5 separate regions of the Mus musculus genome follow, and all the other regions are linked to region 1. Evidence: chromatin contacts called from public Hi-C, HiChIP or PLAC-seq and capture Hi-C data. All regions are on one chromosome and are shown on one strand. The core of a region is the stretch at or near the end of the contact, and the rest is flanking DNA. Distances in the headings are between cores, read along the strand shown.

Region 1 (2,607 bases), core at 79-2,578:
GGGGCACCTGGTAAAGATTCAGGAGACCTCCCTACTAGATTGGCAGGAATCAGTTCATCACCGCATGATTGACACTTACTTCTGTTGGCTGTTGGAAAACAAAGCATGTTTGATGCCTTGTTATTATCACAAACGCTGTTAGAAGTGCTTTAATGTTATCTTACAAGTGTTAGAAGTGCTTTAGTGCTATCCACCTCCCTCTACGTATTCATTAAGACTTTTTGGCTGGGCAATATAAATTAATACATCGTTAGTTTAATTCTATGGGAGTATCAACAGCTGTGGCTGACAATGAATCCCTTTACTGATAAGGCACACTTGAGAACACACATAGCATCCACCTTCTCTTTTCTCTTTTTCTTTTCTTTTCCTTTCTTTTCTCTCTTTCTTCCTTTCTTTCTTTCTTTCTTTCTTTCTTTCTTTCTTTCTTTCTTTCTTCTTTCCTTCCTTCCTTCCTCTCTCTCTCTCTCTCTCTCTCTCTCTCTCTCTCTCTCTCTCTCTCTCTCTCTCTCTCTTTTTTTAACAGGATTTCTCTGTATAGCCCTGGCTGTCCTGAAACTCACTCTGTAGACCAGGCTGGCCTCAAACTCAGAAATCCACCTGCCTCTGCCTCCCAAGTGCTGGGACTAAAGGTGTGTGCCACCACTGCCGGGCTTCGATATAATTCTTTATAAAAACTTTTATCTTATGCATATTTATGGTTTACCTGTGTATGTCTGTGCATCACATTCAAGACTTACAGATTAGTTGTGAGCCCCCATGTGGGGAGTCAGAACTGGGTCCTCTGAAAGGGTTGTCAGTGTTAACCGCTGAGCCATCCCTCAGCCCTATAGACTGTAGTTCTCGATTTTGGAGCAGAGATCAGAAGGAACCCTGAAGACTAGATTTGGGTACTAAACTTGGGGAGAGTCCCGCGGGTGTGAACTGCCTGAACTGTTCTGTTGGCTATGTGGAGGAACTACCTTGTATCAAAGGGAGGCTTGCAGGTTCTGGGGCCCTTCCTGACCAAGGCGGAGGCTAAGGCGTTAGCTAGGGCACAGCCGTAAAGTAGTCCAATGTCAAAAGAAGATTTACAACTAAGTCCAAAAAAAAAAAAAGTCTTTAAAATGTGTCTTACATCCAGTTTGGAGCAAGAAACCTGGTCGTCAGCTGTCCGTGGCTCCCCAGGAGGGGGCTCGCACCCCTCAGCCTGTGCCATCAGCTCTGACTCAAGCTCAGTTGCGGCTGCGGAGGACCAAGGGCGCGCGCGGGAGGCGCCCAAACCGGCGGGGAAGCCCGGTCTCGGGTGTCCCCGCCCACAGGGGCGCGGCCGCGCGGCGCTGTCATTGGTGCCCTGGAAGCTGACGCGCAGCACTGGCCGTGGCCGTGGGGCCCGCGGAGGGCGGCGCGCGGCTGATGAAACCGGCTCGGATTCCGCCCGCGTGCGCCATCCCCTCAGCTAGCAGGTGTGAGAGGCTTTCTACCCGCGGTCTCCACACAGCTCAACATCTTGCCGCCTCCTCCGTGAGTACGCGATCCTTGTGATTGCCCAGGAAGCTCTGAAAGCCTGAGTCACCTCGGTGTGCGTGTGTGTCTGTGTGTGTGGCCTCGGGTGGCGTTTCAGGCAGGGCGAGGGTTCTTCTTATCCTCTCCATCTCCGGGGGATGGGTGCGTGGGGCGGGCACCAGTGTTCCGGTCGCCTCCTCCGAGTCCATCTTGGTCCTTTGCAGGCGCGGCGTGGTGCATGATGCAACAGCGGGAGGGAGTGAACACGGGCGACCCGGGTGACGCCCGCCACGCGTGGCGCCGTGTGTAGGCTCCACGTGGGCGCGGGGACCCATCTACGCAGGCTGCCCCGGGTGGCATCCGGAGTCACGGCAGTCTGGGAGACCTTCCCTTACATGGCGCGGTGCGCGGCACCCCGCCCCGCCACGCGGTCCCGGGCAGTGTCGTCAGCCGAGCCGCGCGCAGGATGGACTCTTGTCAGGTCTCGCAGGCATGACCCGAGACCTGAGATTCCTGTCCTCCGGGTCGCCTCATAGTCTCCAGAGGTCCCTTTGGAGGGACTCCCTCTTGGGTGGGTTTTCCTTGTGACCCGATTCGGCCTGCACAGACTGTTCTTCCAGATGGTGTGGAGTGGGAGGAAGTTCTTCCGGCTCCGTAGACAACCTGTGCTCCGTGTGTTTCTGTCCAGTGGAAGACTTCCTGGGCACGATCAGGTCACCAGCCAAGGGTGTCCGCAGAGCAGTCCAGTGTCGCTCGCTCCAGCCCACTGCTGTGTGGACTTGTGTGTTAAGATAGCCAGACATGTGCTGGGATAGGCAGACATGTGCTGGGATAGGCAGACATGTGCTGTCAGGAAAACAAAACAAACTAAAAAACTACATTTCCCAGCACCCACAGTTATACTCTCACGTGCAGGAGGACAGGGTTTCAACCATAGGTGTATTTCTTCTAAAGGTGAGTAAACTTTCACTAGAATCCGGAGCGTTATCTTCTGCGTTATCTTTTGGTTGACTGTCTTAGCTGTCATGGAGTCAGCTGGTAATTGGGATTTTTGTAACATTTCTTGCCCTTCATGTGTGGTTAAGATAATAGGAAACCTCGACACAGTCATCCCCCTGGTAT
Region 2 (2,607 bases), core at 76-2,575, 1.3 Mb after region 1:
CCCTCTGGGCTTTTCTGTTACAAATAAACCCACGGCTCCTCCCTCTTCCCAACCCGGCCCGCTCTACTCTCTCTCCTTCCTTCCCCAGCGCCTGGGGTCAGGCCTAGCCGCCACGCCGGGCCGCAGTCGGCCGCGTGCCCCTTCGCCACCCGCTTCGCTGGCCCGACCCGCCGCCCCACTCCACTCTTCCCCTCCACCCTTACCTCTCCAGCTCCTGATCGTCTTCCATCGCGGGAGGTGGGGGTGGCGGCTCCAGGAAATCCTCAGGTGGCGCTGGCGAAATGGAAGCTCTTCCCCATGTCGCGAAAGGTGCGGGACAAGGCAGGAAGGAAGAAACCACCGACGGAAGAAGCGGATGACGGAAGGAGGGGGGCGGAGCCGCAGCGGCGCGGCAGGGCCCTCTGTGGGCGGGGCTAAACCGGGTCCCGCCCCCGACCACGCCCAGGCGCGGGCAGGACGGTTCACCTGGAACTGCGGAAGCTAAGCCAGCTGCCGGGCACAGCCAGCCGGTCCCCAAGTGCCACTGAAGAGCATAGGCTCTCACCTGTCGCCCCGAGACACCTGCTATTTAAAAAGAGTCAGAGTCGGATCTCTGGCCTGCTAGGCTCTCCAGGAACCCGACTGCCCCAGGGCTGGCTATTCCCAGGACTTGAGTCCTCAGGGGCCTTTCATGGGGCACCTTGAAAAAGCAGAGAGACTGTTGTGCAGAGATGACTCTCCTGACGATACTGTGGGTTTTAAAAATTTTTCTCCCTGGGGTGCAAATGTACATCTCCACTAGGTGCAAGGGCTGCGATGGTCTTTCTTTTGCGAGAGAAGTGAGAGTTTGGAGCACCGCCCTCCTTCCTCGGGAGCTCACGCTGTGGGACTGGCAGCTCCTTTTCCCTTTGATCCCAAGGAACCGCCCTTCTTCTCAGGTGCATCCTCCCAGCTCCCACCTGACCCTGGCCAGGCTGGGTCCCCGCCCCACCCAGCTGTCCCCTCGCCCTGCACACCTACACGTCAGCCGCCCCCCGCCACCTGTTCTCCCTCAGCCTGGTCCCGCAGCCCTCCCCTCCCTTCAGCTGTCCCACGCCCGGCGCGGCGCTCCAGGGGTGCACGCAGACACTTCCCGAGCGTTTTCTCTGTGTGTCTGAGAGGGAGAATCCGGCCGGGAGCGATGGCGGAGGGCGGAACGCGCTCACTCTAACACGGGGGTGATGAGCAGGGCCGACTCGGCCCCTCGAACTCCTTGATTGGTCGAGAGGCTCCGAGCCCGCTCTTAGTCCCGCCTTTGTCCGCCGTTGATTGGCTCAGGTGCGTGTCGGGTTGGGCCTCTGCGCTCGCCCCCTAGGGGAAAGGCAGCAGGGGCGGTTGAGAAGTAAAGTCTTGGCCGGACTTTGCTTCTCGCCAGGAAATCGGCGGCGGCGAGTCCCAGCGGAGCGGAGCCGGGCGGCGTCCTCGTCAGCGCTCCCGCGGGGAGCCCGCCGCTTTCCCTCAGTGAGTTACTTCGCCTCAGGTGCGGGCGGTGACGGGGTGTGGCGTCAGGGTAGGGGGGACCATCTGGGGGACCGCTGGGGGCCGCGTGCTGTCTGGCCCGGCCCGGTGCGGGTGCGGGTTCCAGGAACCCCGATGCAGGTCTGCGCGCCTCTCGCTTTTCAAGACATGGAGGTTTGGGAACGAGTTCTTGCACTTTGCGTCTGCACGTTGTCTGGAGCCAGAGTGGCGCTAGCTAGTTGCCCTCTGGTTTTGTTTCCTGGAAGGGATGAGCAGAGAGGCACCCTCCTCCTTGCCCCAGCCTGTTGCGGGGGAATTCTCACCTTTCTCTTCAGATTTGACATGTTTGGGAGCGTGGGGGGTATAATTTCCAAAATATGAGTCCCGATTTGGAAGCATTTGCGCACAAAGCACCTCTTGGGAAAGACATCGCTGGCTTTTCAAAGCTTTCTGCCACGTTTCACGCAAGGACTTTTTAATGGAGTGTTCTAGTATTTCCGTTTGCATTTAAGAGTGTGTGTTTGCCAGGAGCCTTAAGGACGCTTCCGCGTGGCTTTATCGAATCAATTTTTCTTCTTCTCACTCTGTAGCCTTGGCTAGCCTGGAACTCACGGAGATCCGCCTCTTTCTTGAGTGCTGTAGGGTTAGAAAGGCGTGTGCCCCACACCCCGCCAATTTTTCTTTGGGGAAAAAAAAAAAAAAGCCCAGAAACCAATGGCAAGGGTAGTTGGAGGCAACCGTGAGCTCCAGTTTATCCAAACTGCCTTCACTTTAAGAATGTCACATTCTTTTCAGTCACAGTACTTAGACATTGGCCTCCTTCCCAGGACACAATTTGCGTTTTCTCTAGCCTGTTCAGTGACATAGCACAGACGCAGGATCTCAGTAGGTCAGTCCTGTTTGCTTTGATAGGTTTGAAAACCCTCCCCCACCCACCCACCTTTGGAGAAAAGGACTTTGGCAGGTAAAGAAGGAAGATGGGGGAATCTAGTGTCCTATTTGGCCGGCAGATCATTGTTGAGCTAACAAGGTTTTGCCGTTTTAGCCTGTCCAAATTCCATGTGAGTTTTCCCAAAGGGGTCAAATGTAGGCCAAGTCAAAGCAGCTCTAGAGTCACATTGTTTTTAATTC
Region 3 (2,607 bases), core at 40-2,539, 1.1 Mb before region 1:
AGCCTCCACCAACACAGCCCCTCATTCGTTCATCATCTCCACTCCTGTGCTCTGAACTCGAGCTTCCTTCCAGTCCACCTAGCTACCTACCCACTTCTTTCCCTGCCCACCAAGGCTGTGCCCGGTTTATGCAGTGCCATTCACAGGCCGCCCTCTCCCTACCTGGAGTTGGTACATGTATGGAGTTGGCTCATAAAGCTCTCTTCCCTCGATCCAGTCCAGTGACTACTTTAGCGGTGCCAATACCGAGGATAGCTATCCCATACCTGGTGTTATTAGTGTTAGCACGTTAGCATTCCTTCTAGGTTCCTCCCAACAGTTAGTTACCTAGCAACAGCCAGGTGGGAGCCTGGGTTGCTATAAAAAGAACTGTTTGGCCTCTCTTCACTCTCTCTGACCCCTTTCTCTCTCTCTCTCTTTCTCTGACCCCCCCACCCTCCCTCTCCCCATCTTTTTCTGTCCCTTCTTTTTCTCTACTTCAACTCCTTTCTCAACCCCCTTCCCATGCCTCAAGTGAACATTTTATACTAGACCCGTGTTGTATGACTGGTACCTGGGGACAGGGGGCACCCACTAAGACACCCCCTCCCAGTGAAGCATACCGCGCTTTACAAAACATATCAAGTAGCACGGTTGAGTTCTTACTATATGTCATCACTAATTCAGTTACCTCTAAAAATAATTCCAAGAGAGGACTAAGGCAACCTTGGCCCAAATCACATCAACATTTGACACCCAGTCCGAGTCTTTACTAGTCACTAAATAGACACACTTTAAAAAAAAAAAAAAAAACTTCCCAAAGCACATTTATTGTGTGATCCTCCCCCCCCCCCCGCCCCCTTAAAGGGCCTAGCTAGATACTGAACACACGATATGTCTTTGATCCACTCACTGATTTGAGCTTCTAGCTTCCAGACTTAAGAATACCACGACCCCAGATGAGCAATTTATGGAAACAACAGTCACCAAGATCATTTGCCCTGGTCAATGACAGATGATAAACCATATCAGGACAAAGTGACCCGCAACATCCTGATAAGAAACCATCTCAGCCTCTGTGGGCTCCTTTTTCCTCTTTCTTTCCTCTTTTGGAAGAAGAAAATCCAGATCAGACACCTGAGAACTCATTGCTATTCTGTAGTCAGGTTGCTTCCAACTCTTTTATTCAAACCACCCCAGGGGCCTTGTGACATTACCTGCTAACGATTCTAACTCATCTTTCCAAACAAAGAGGCATCAGCCTGTCAAACAGCAACAGCCTTCCATCAACAGAGAGCTGAGGTCTCCTCCAGACTGGCAGAATGGGTGAGCGCTTACCGTACTCCCCATCCCCCACCCCGCGCCAGGGCCCTATGTGAATTTCTATGGGGTAATATTTACAGTGCTGGATGGCTGGGCCCTGTGGAGCTTAATGGGCTTCTTAATAAAGGCAGGCTTCATTAAGACAGAGAGCGCGGGGCGTCGTGCCCTTGCTTTGGAGGAGAGGACAAGCCAGCACAAGACGAATGCTCTCCCTCCGCTCGAAAATCATGCGGGTCAAGTGCCTTGTCACGCATTAACAGTCTTTTAAGTTGCTAGGCAGATCGAGAGGAGCCGAGCGGATAAACCAAGGCGGAGGAATTATGAGACCCATCCTGGTAGCACAAACGCTGGAACACAGAGCTGCCTTTAAACAAAGTAATTTGCTAAATGAGCGGCTGGCGGGTTTCCAGATGGCCAATGTGACACGGGCTTGGATGAATCCTTTCTTCAATCACGCGTTTGTCTGGACTGAGACATGAAAGGCCAGGTCAGAGCTACTGCGGTGGCTGCTGTAGCTTTGAAGCCCTTACATAAAACTCTACTGGTGTGGAACTCCGGCAGCTCCAGTGTGGCAGCTGGCGCGGGTGCCCTGGCGTTGGTGCTTGGGAGGCCACTAAGACAGCTGCTCCTTAAGCGGGAGGACAGCCAGCTCAGAACAGGGCTTCTCTGTCTTGCCTACCGCTTCGCTTCACACCAGGTCTCTGGGCAGGTGACCTTAGTACCAGATGAAACTGTAGTTGAAGTCTAAGAAGCAGAAATGTTGTAATTTTAAATATGAATTATTAAGAATCACTTAAAATCATTTCCATGAGTTTTGTCTTTCTTCCTTCAGTCCTGAATGATGTGTTTAAAATAAATAAATAAATAAATAAATAAATAAATAAATAAATAAATAGGAGATATGTGCTATGAGGTGTGGTGAGGTGTGGGAGAAGGGAATGTCTCAGCGGGCCCATGCCGAGGCATCCCTTCCCCATGAGGGACCAGCCACAGGTATAGTATAGTATAGTATAGTATAGTATAGTATAGTATAGTATAGAATAGAGTTTATTCAGGGCATGGGGAGGGGAGTTAAGAGGGCAGTGGAGGCAGAGAAAGGCAGAGAGAGGGAGAGTAGAGAAGTAGAGGAGTAGAGGCCAGCCATGAGCACGTGGAGGGGGGCGGGGAAGAGGCGAGGGGACAGAGTGGGAACAAGAGAGCAAGAGAACAAGAGGGAGAGGAGTGGGCAAGCAGCCCCTTTTATAGTGGGTCAGGCCTACCTGCCTGTTGCCAGGTAACTGTGGGGTGGAGTTTAGACAGAATTCT
Region 4 (2,607 bases), core at 29-2,528, 1.1 Mb before region 1:
GCAGGGAGTATCCATATATTAGATACTGTATCCAAGGTATGCAAGTGTTACGATTAAAAAAAAAAGAACGCAGGAGCTAGAAAGGTGACCAGGCCTGATGCTCTTCCACAGGACCTGAGCCCCATTCCCAACACCCACATTAGATGGCTCACTGCTGCCAATAACCCATAACTCCAGTCCCAGTGGGTCTGACACCCTCTTCTGGGCTTCTTGGGTATTGCACTCATACATCCATAATACACACACACACACACACACACACACACACACACACACACATACACACACAAATAAGCAATAAATCTTTTTCAAAAAAATGATTAAAAATAATATAATAAAAAATTAAAAATCAAATTGAGACAAATTTACAAATGTATATTTGCTGCTTAGTAGTTAGCATACTATTAGATTGATTATATTAACTATGTTGATATTTCAACAATTATATTTTTGATGATGAATTAATATAAAGTATTAAACCTCATGAACAATTATATTTAATAAAAAACGGGGTTAGGTTGGAGTTGGTCATTAAAGCCTAGAGCCCCAGGGAGTGAAGAGATCTTGGGGCAGTTTCTAGAAATTTGGAAAGAATTTGTCACTGGGCTAGGACATGGAAGTAAGCTTAGAATAGAATATTTACATTTGGGCTAATACAAAGCTCAAGCAAGGTAAACTCAGCCAAGGTATGTGTGGCATTCCTTTATCTTGGTCACCCTGACAAACCCCAAGAAACAGTGACCATGGCTGGGAGGGGGGGGCTGTCGTGGGGGGCTTTGTTTATTGCATTGTTTGATGACTTTGTCTTTGATGTCTTTGTCTATGAACTGACCCTGTTCTCTGCAAGTACCTAGAATGGTATAAAAACTGGCTGGAGAAAACTAAACCCCACTTCAGCCTCGGCACTGGCTGGAGTCATGTTATAATGCTGTCTAATTGTCATTTTCTTTTCAATCCTCCCTCCTTTCCTTGAGACCCTCTTTGGCTGACTGAGCTGGCTTGGTCACCAGGGACTTGTGAAAGAGAGTCGTGGAGAGGGTTTTCAGCGGTGAGGGGCTTGTACGGTAGGTGGAGTCACGGGAACCCTTCCACCTGCCCCTGGACTGTAGCCACACCCTAAAGTATAAGGAGTCTTCAGCTTCCACCCTCCCTCTGCAATCTGAGTTCACACTCCCGTGAGCTGGAGCCCTTTGCAAGCAGGAGCCCTGTGGACCTCACTCTGCCACCGTGGCCACCACCCCACTGCCACAGCAGCAGTAGCAGCAGCAGCAGCAGCAGCGTCCATGTTCCTGCTGTGTACTTTGCCCTGTGAGTTAGTCCAGTGCAGTCAAGACTCAATTTAGATGAATAAGAAAACAAATATACCATTTAATCCAAATAAAGTATGCTTGAAAAGTACTCAGACTAATTTTCCTCCCGTGGCCCTTCCTTGGTTCCGGAAGTCTTTTCTACAAGACAGCATCCTCTAAGCTCTCGGCATGAAGCCACACAAAGTGTACCTCTGTTTACACACATGGGCTCTAATGCTTTAAGACTCCAACGCTGGCCTCACACTGCAAATGTGTGTGCTTGTGTGACCCCAGGCACGGAGCTGCATCTCTTCACACCACGACTGCTCACTTTTTGCTTGCGTACTTACCCAGTTCCAACGATTACTTTGTTGTACTGTGGCATGCTGACAATGTCTGTCACCCAGCGGGACTTCCGGCTGGTGGACTTGCCCTACAGAATTGAGAGGTGAAAATAAACAAATGTATATGCCTTTAAAAACCTATATTTATTTAATTTAAACTTATTTCATTTTTACTGAAAAGAGTCTACTTTTGTCTCACGTGCATGAGTGTTGGTCTGCATGTATATATGTACGGGCACTACATGCGTGTTTGGGGGGCTCAGATGCCAGAAGAGGGCATCTGGTCCCCTCAGAGATACAAATGGTTGTGAGCCACCATGTGGGTGCTGGGAATGGAACTCAGGTCCTCCAGAGGAGCTGTCAGTGCTCTTAACCACAGAGTCATCTCTCCAACCCCCATAGTTTTCTTTAATTGATTTTTTCTTTCAAGGGGAGGAACTTGGTACATTAGAAGAGCTAATTCAATGCTCTCCCCTAGAAGGGGCTGAGAAGTTTAGTTGTAACTTCTAGTTCTAAGCTCCCTGGGGGCAGAGCCTGCACGTTCTGTCCTCGTTCTGTCTTCAGCACCCAGCACAGAGCCTGTTTTACCACAGGAGCTCAAATGTTTGTTGAATGAGATGGGTAGGGGGTGGGCAGAAACGGGCTGGACATTCTTTCTCCTAATAACACTTCCCAAATGCATGCTGGCTTCTGAGTTTCTGATTAGTGATTCTGATGGAAAACCTTAGCAGAACCGCCTCCCGGACACAACCATGGAGGGGGTGGGGATCCCGTTCCATCTGTCATTCAGTAAGACACATGATAAATTACATGACTGAAGAAGCCTGCGTAATTCATCACTTCATCTGAATTTAGAAGCGAAAAAGAAGCATTTATCTCGGGCTCCTCGTGGGGCTTGCATTTTATTCACATCCCCTAGACTCGCAGAATCTGCCGCGGATATATTATATTCAAGGGCACAATTTATGTAATCA
Region 5 (2,607 bases), core at 81-2,580, 1.0 Mb before region 1:
TTGTCCACACTGAGGCACAGGGGCCTCTGGGCCATGCATGGAAACTGCCTGATCAAGAGCGGGATAGTTCAGTCTGAACATTTGGCATTGGGTACTGAGTGTAGACAGTAGAGTCCCTGGCAGTTTGTGCAGCACCGGAAGTCCTGGGGTACGTGATCAATTCCGTAAGAGGAGGAATCCTAACTCTTATCTGTTCCAGACAAGGAAGGAGACTACTGGCCTAGGAAAATACCTGACAGACAGAGTGTTTAGAAAAAGGGAAATGGAAATTAAGGAGTGCCCTTGGGGATCCTGGGAGCTTTTCCCTCCTCCATCTCCTGACCTCGCCGTCCTATAGAATCTGAAAACATTTAACATTTTTTTTAACTGAATACGCTCCTTCCCGCCCTCCCCCCTCACACACACACTCCAGCTTTCCACTCTTCGTTTACAGAGAACTAGATTGGAATGTAAACACCCACTTCATTGTTCTCTTAGGAGCATCATTCTAAAGAATCCTCACAGCCCCTTAGCCAGCTCGGCTAGACGGCTGCAGCCGGCCATTATTGCTCCGAAGGGATGGATACGCTGACTGTGCACTCAGTAATAATGCTACTCGAGTCGCAACTAACAGCCAGGGGAGGTGATGTCTCTTCACCAACGCAAAACGCTGAGCTGGTAAACCCGCTGCCGCCGCCGCAAGCAGAACCACAGAGCAAGGCTCTCCATCTGTCACCTGGCAGAGCGCCTTTGAAAAGGGCTCAGCTCCCAGCCCAGTCTGCAGACAGAGCAGCCCTGGCCGGCTGATCCCGCCCCTCCCCTCCCTCCCGCCCCACTGAATTTGCTGTTTGCGACTTAAAGAACCAGCCAGACTCCTTCTCTCCCTCCATTACGTCCCCAGTTCTGTTCATTTGTCTTCGGCTCTGTTGTCCTTGGAAGGACACTAGCTGTGGCTTTATCATGTCTCCTCAGGGGTTTCCTTAAGTATTTAAAGGGACACCCCAGAGTTTTAGAGAGGGGAGTATAAAGGGCTGGACAGGAGTGTGATTTTGGACAGCTGATCTTTCTCCCTGACTCACTTGCGCCTCCCTGCCATCTCTAAAAGCGAGGCAAACCTCTCACGATTGATGCCCTTGGGGAAAAAAAAACTGCCTTATTTAAAACAACTCCACCGCACACACAGCACACCACGCCCCGCAGACCCGCAGCGTGGGCAGTCTTACTTGACTGGAGCTTGGGGTCACATTGAGCAGGGCACGAAACCTTGTTCCTATACCGGGCCATCTTGTCCCAAAAGGTCGCCTTCCCGCCCTGACAAGGCAGTAGTACTCCGCTCTGCGCCCCACCCTCTGCGCGTGCCTTTGTGAAGCGTCGCTATGGAGACGCCTCAGTCTCCGCCCCTGGACCCAGAGGGTGAGCGCATCACGCTGATTCCTGACTTTCATGGAGTGCCCTAATCCAATAGTTCTCAACCTATGGACTACGACTCCTTGGGGGTGGGGGGTGTCGAACGAACTTTTCACAGGGGTCACCTAAGACCATCAGGAAACACAGATGTTACCATTATACATTACAATTCATAACCGTAGCAACATTACAGTTATGAAGTAGCCACCAAACAATTTGTAGTTGGGGGGGGGGTCACCACCACATGAGGAACTATATTAAAGGGTCGCAGCATTAGGAAGGTGGAGAGACACTGCTCTGGTCCTTGCAATACTATGCCATTGTTTTATGTATTGGCAAATACGAGCAAACTGGAAAAGGCTGGAAAAAAAAAGTTTATTTTAGCCTGGTATACTGGTGCTCACCGGTGATCCGAGAACTCAGGAGGCTAAGGCAGGAGCCCAACCCTGGAAAGAGATGCCTTGTCTCAAAATATTAAATACCCCGAATATTAAAAACCCAGAAGCAGACAGACAGACGCCCAACCGCAAATTTGTGTCCATTCATAATTTTCAATGTAAGCAAAATTGGGCAAGGTTGGCATGGAAATCTGTAGGACACAGCGACTACACTCAAGGATGAGAAAGATGTGGTATAAGGGAAAGGTAAAAGTTTCGGCATCAGGTCTGTGTGAGGTCAACCCAGAGCATCCTAAGCTAGTGTCTAGTTACTTCAGGGAAACATTGGGCACAGGCTAATTACGGAGAGTCCAGAGGGATAATGGATGCAGCAGGGTCATCCTCCACTACATAGTTTGTCCAGGGGCAGCCTGGGTTACACCAGACCTTATTTTTAATAAATACAAAAAATCCCAAACTATATTCCTAGTACCAATCATAGGATGCCACTTTGTTACTGTACACTGGCCGGCTGATCCTACCCACTTATACATGTTAGAGTGTGGCTTTTAATTTTTTTCCACTTGTGATCACACTGTGCCTGAGAAATTTTTATGCCAGCTAGAGTATATAAGGTATATAAGACAAATACACAGGTCACATGTTTATTGATAATGAACCATGAGGAGCTTTATTTTAAAAAGCAATTCATTGCTGTGCATACAATTTTACCATCTATGAAAGATATGAAGCAAATTTGCATATTAATGAGACGTCATATTATTGAGGTTGCATATTAATGAGATGACCTGTTTATCTTACATAAATAATTAAATCTCGGCTG

What was found. A called contact is a pair of places that touch in the nucleus more often than the background predicts. HiChIP or PLAC-seq counts read pairs in DNA pulled down with a chosen protein or histone mark. Capture Hi-C pulls out chosen DNA fragments and counts their contacts.
Region 2: a contact with region 1 is called in a capture Hi-C map of embryonic stem cells, with 2.4 times the contacts expected there. The contact joins the promoter of Lnx2 here to the promoter of Slc7a1 in region 1. A contact is called at or near these places in 1 of 39 promoter capture datasets (pre-B cells), 1 of 115 datasets of contacts at active chromatin or transcription factors (thymic regulatory T cells) and 1 of 9 other capture datasets (embryonic stem cells).
Region 3: a contact with region 1 is called in a Hi-C map of regulatory T cells, with 7 times the contacts expected there. The contact joins the promoter of Wdr95 here to the promoter of Slc7a1 in region 1. A contact is called at or near these places in 1 of 39 promoter capture datasets (liver), 1 of 484 Hi-C or Micro-C datasets (regulatory T cells) and 3 of 115 datasets of contacts at active chromatin or transcription factors (astrocytes, large pre-B cells and neural tube).
Region 4: a FOXA1 HiChIP or PLAC-seq map of pancreatic cancer cells shows a contact between it and region 1. The contact joins the enhancer-like site here to the promoter of Slc7a1 in region 1. A contact is called at or near these places in 1 of 39 promoter capture datasets (liver), 4 of 115 datasets of contacts at active chromatin or transcription factors (the SCID.adh cell line, astrocytes, large pre-B cells and 1 more) and 1 of 9 other capture datasets (adipose tissue).
Region 5: an H3K4me3 HiChIP or PLAC-seq map of pro-B cells shows a contact between it and region 1, with 5 times the contacts expected there. The contact joins the promoter of Tex26 here to the promoter of Slc7a1 in region 1. A contact is called at or near these places in 4 of 39 promoter capture datasets (hippocampal neurons, liver and pre-B cells) and 4 of 115 datasets of contacts at active chromatin or transcription factors (the SCID.adh cell line, large pre-B cells, pancreatic cancer cells and 1 more).

What each region holds. Positions count from the first base shown.
Region 1 is chr5:148,398,625-148,401,231 of GRCm38.p6, reverse strand. Slc7a1 (solute carrier family 7 (cationic amino acid transporter, y+ system), member 1) reads left to right here and starts at 1,328. Exons shown (of 13, transcript NM_007513.4): 1 at 1,328-1,503.
Region 2 is chr5:147,075,290-147,077,896 of GRCm38.p6, reverse strand. It overlaps Lnx2 (ligand of numb-protein X 2), which reads left to right and starts at 1,325. Exons shown (of 10, transcript NM_080795.4): 1 at 1,325-1,479. It overlaps Polr1d (polymerase (RNA) I polypeptide D), which reads right to left and starts at 551. Exons shown (of 3, transcript NM_181730.4): 1 at 204-551. The coding sequence starts at 229.
Region 3 is chr5:149,527,361-149,529,967 of GRCm38.p6, reverse strand. It overlaps Wdr95 (WD40 repeat domain 95), which reads right to left and starts at 1,289. Exons shown (of 23, transcript NM_029440.3): 1 at 1,197-1,289. All of the region lies in intron 1 of Gm15997 (predicted gene 15997), which reads left to right.
Region 4 is chr5:149,503,817-149,506,423 of GRCm38.p6, reverse strand. All of the region lies in intron 1 of Gm15997 (predicted gene 15997), which reads left to right. It also overlaps a transcript of Wdr95 not described here. Among named protein-coding and RNA genes, the nearest start is that of Wdr95, 24 kb to the left of the region's middle. Within about 2 kb of position 1,278, at least 5 of the 459 cell types and tissues checked have an H3K27ac peak or open chromatin away from gene starts, as enhancers often do. A contact at or near this core is called in pancreatic cancer cells, where this site is marked.
Region 5 is chr5:149,438,383-149,440,989 of GRCm38.p6, reverse strand. Tex26 (testis expressed 26) reads right to left here and starts at 1,330. Exons shown (of 7, transcript NM_029464.2): 1 at 1,203-1,330. The coding sequence starts at 1,263.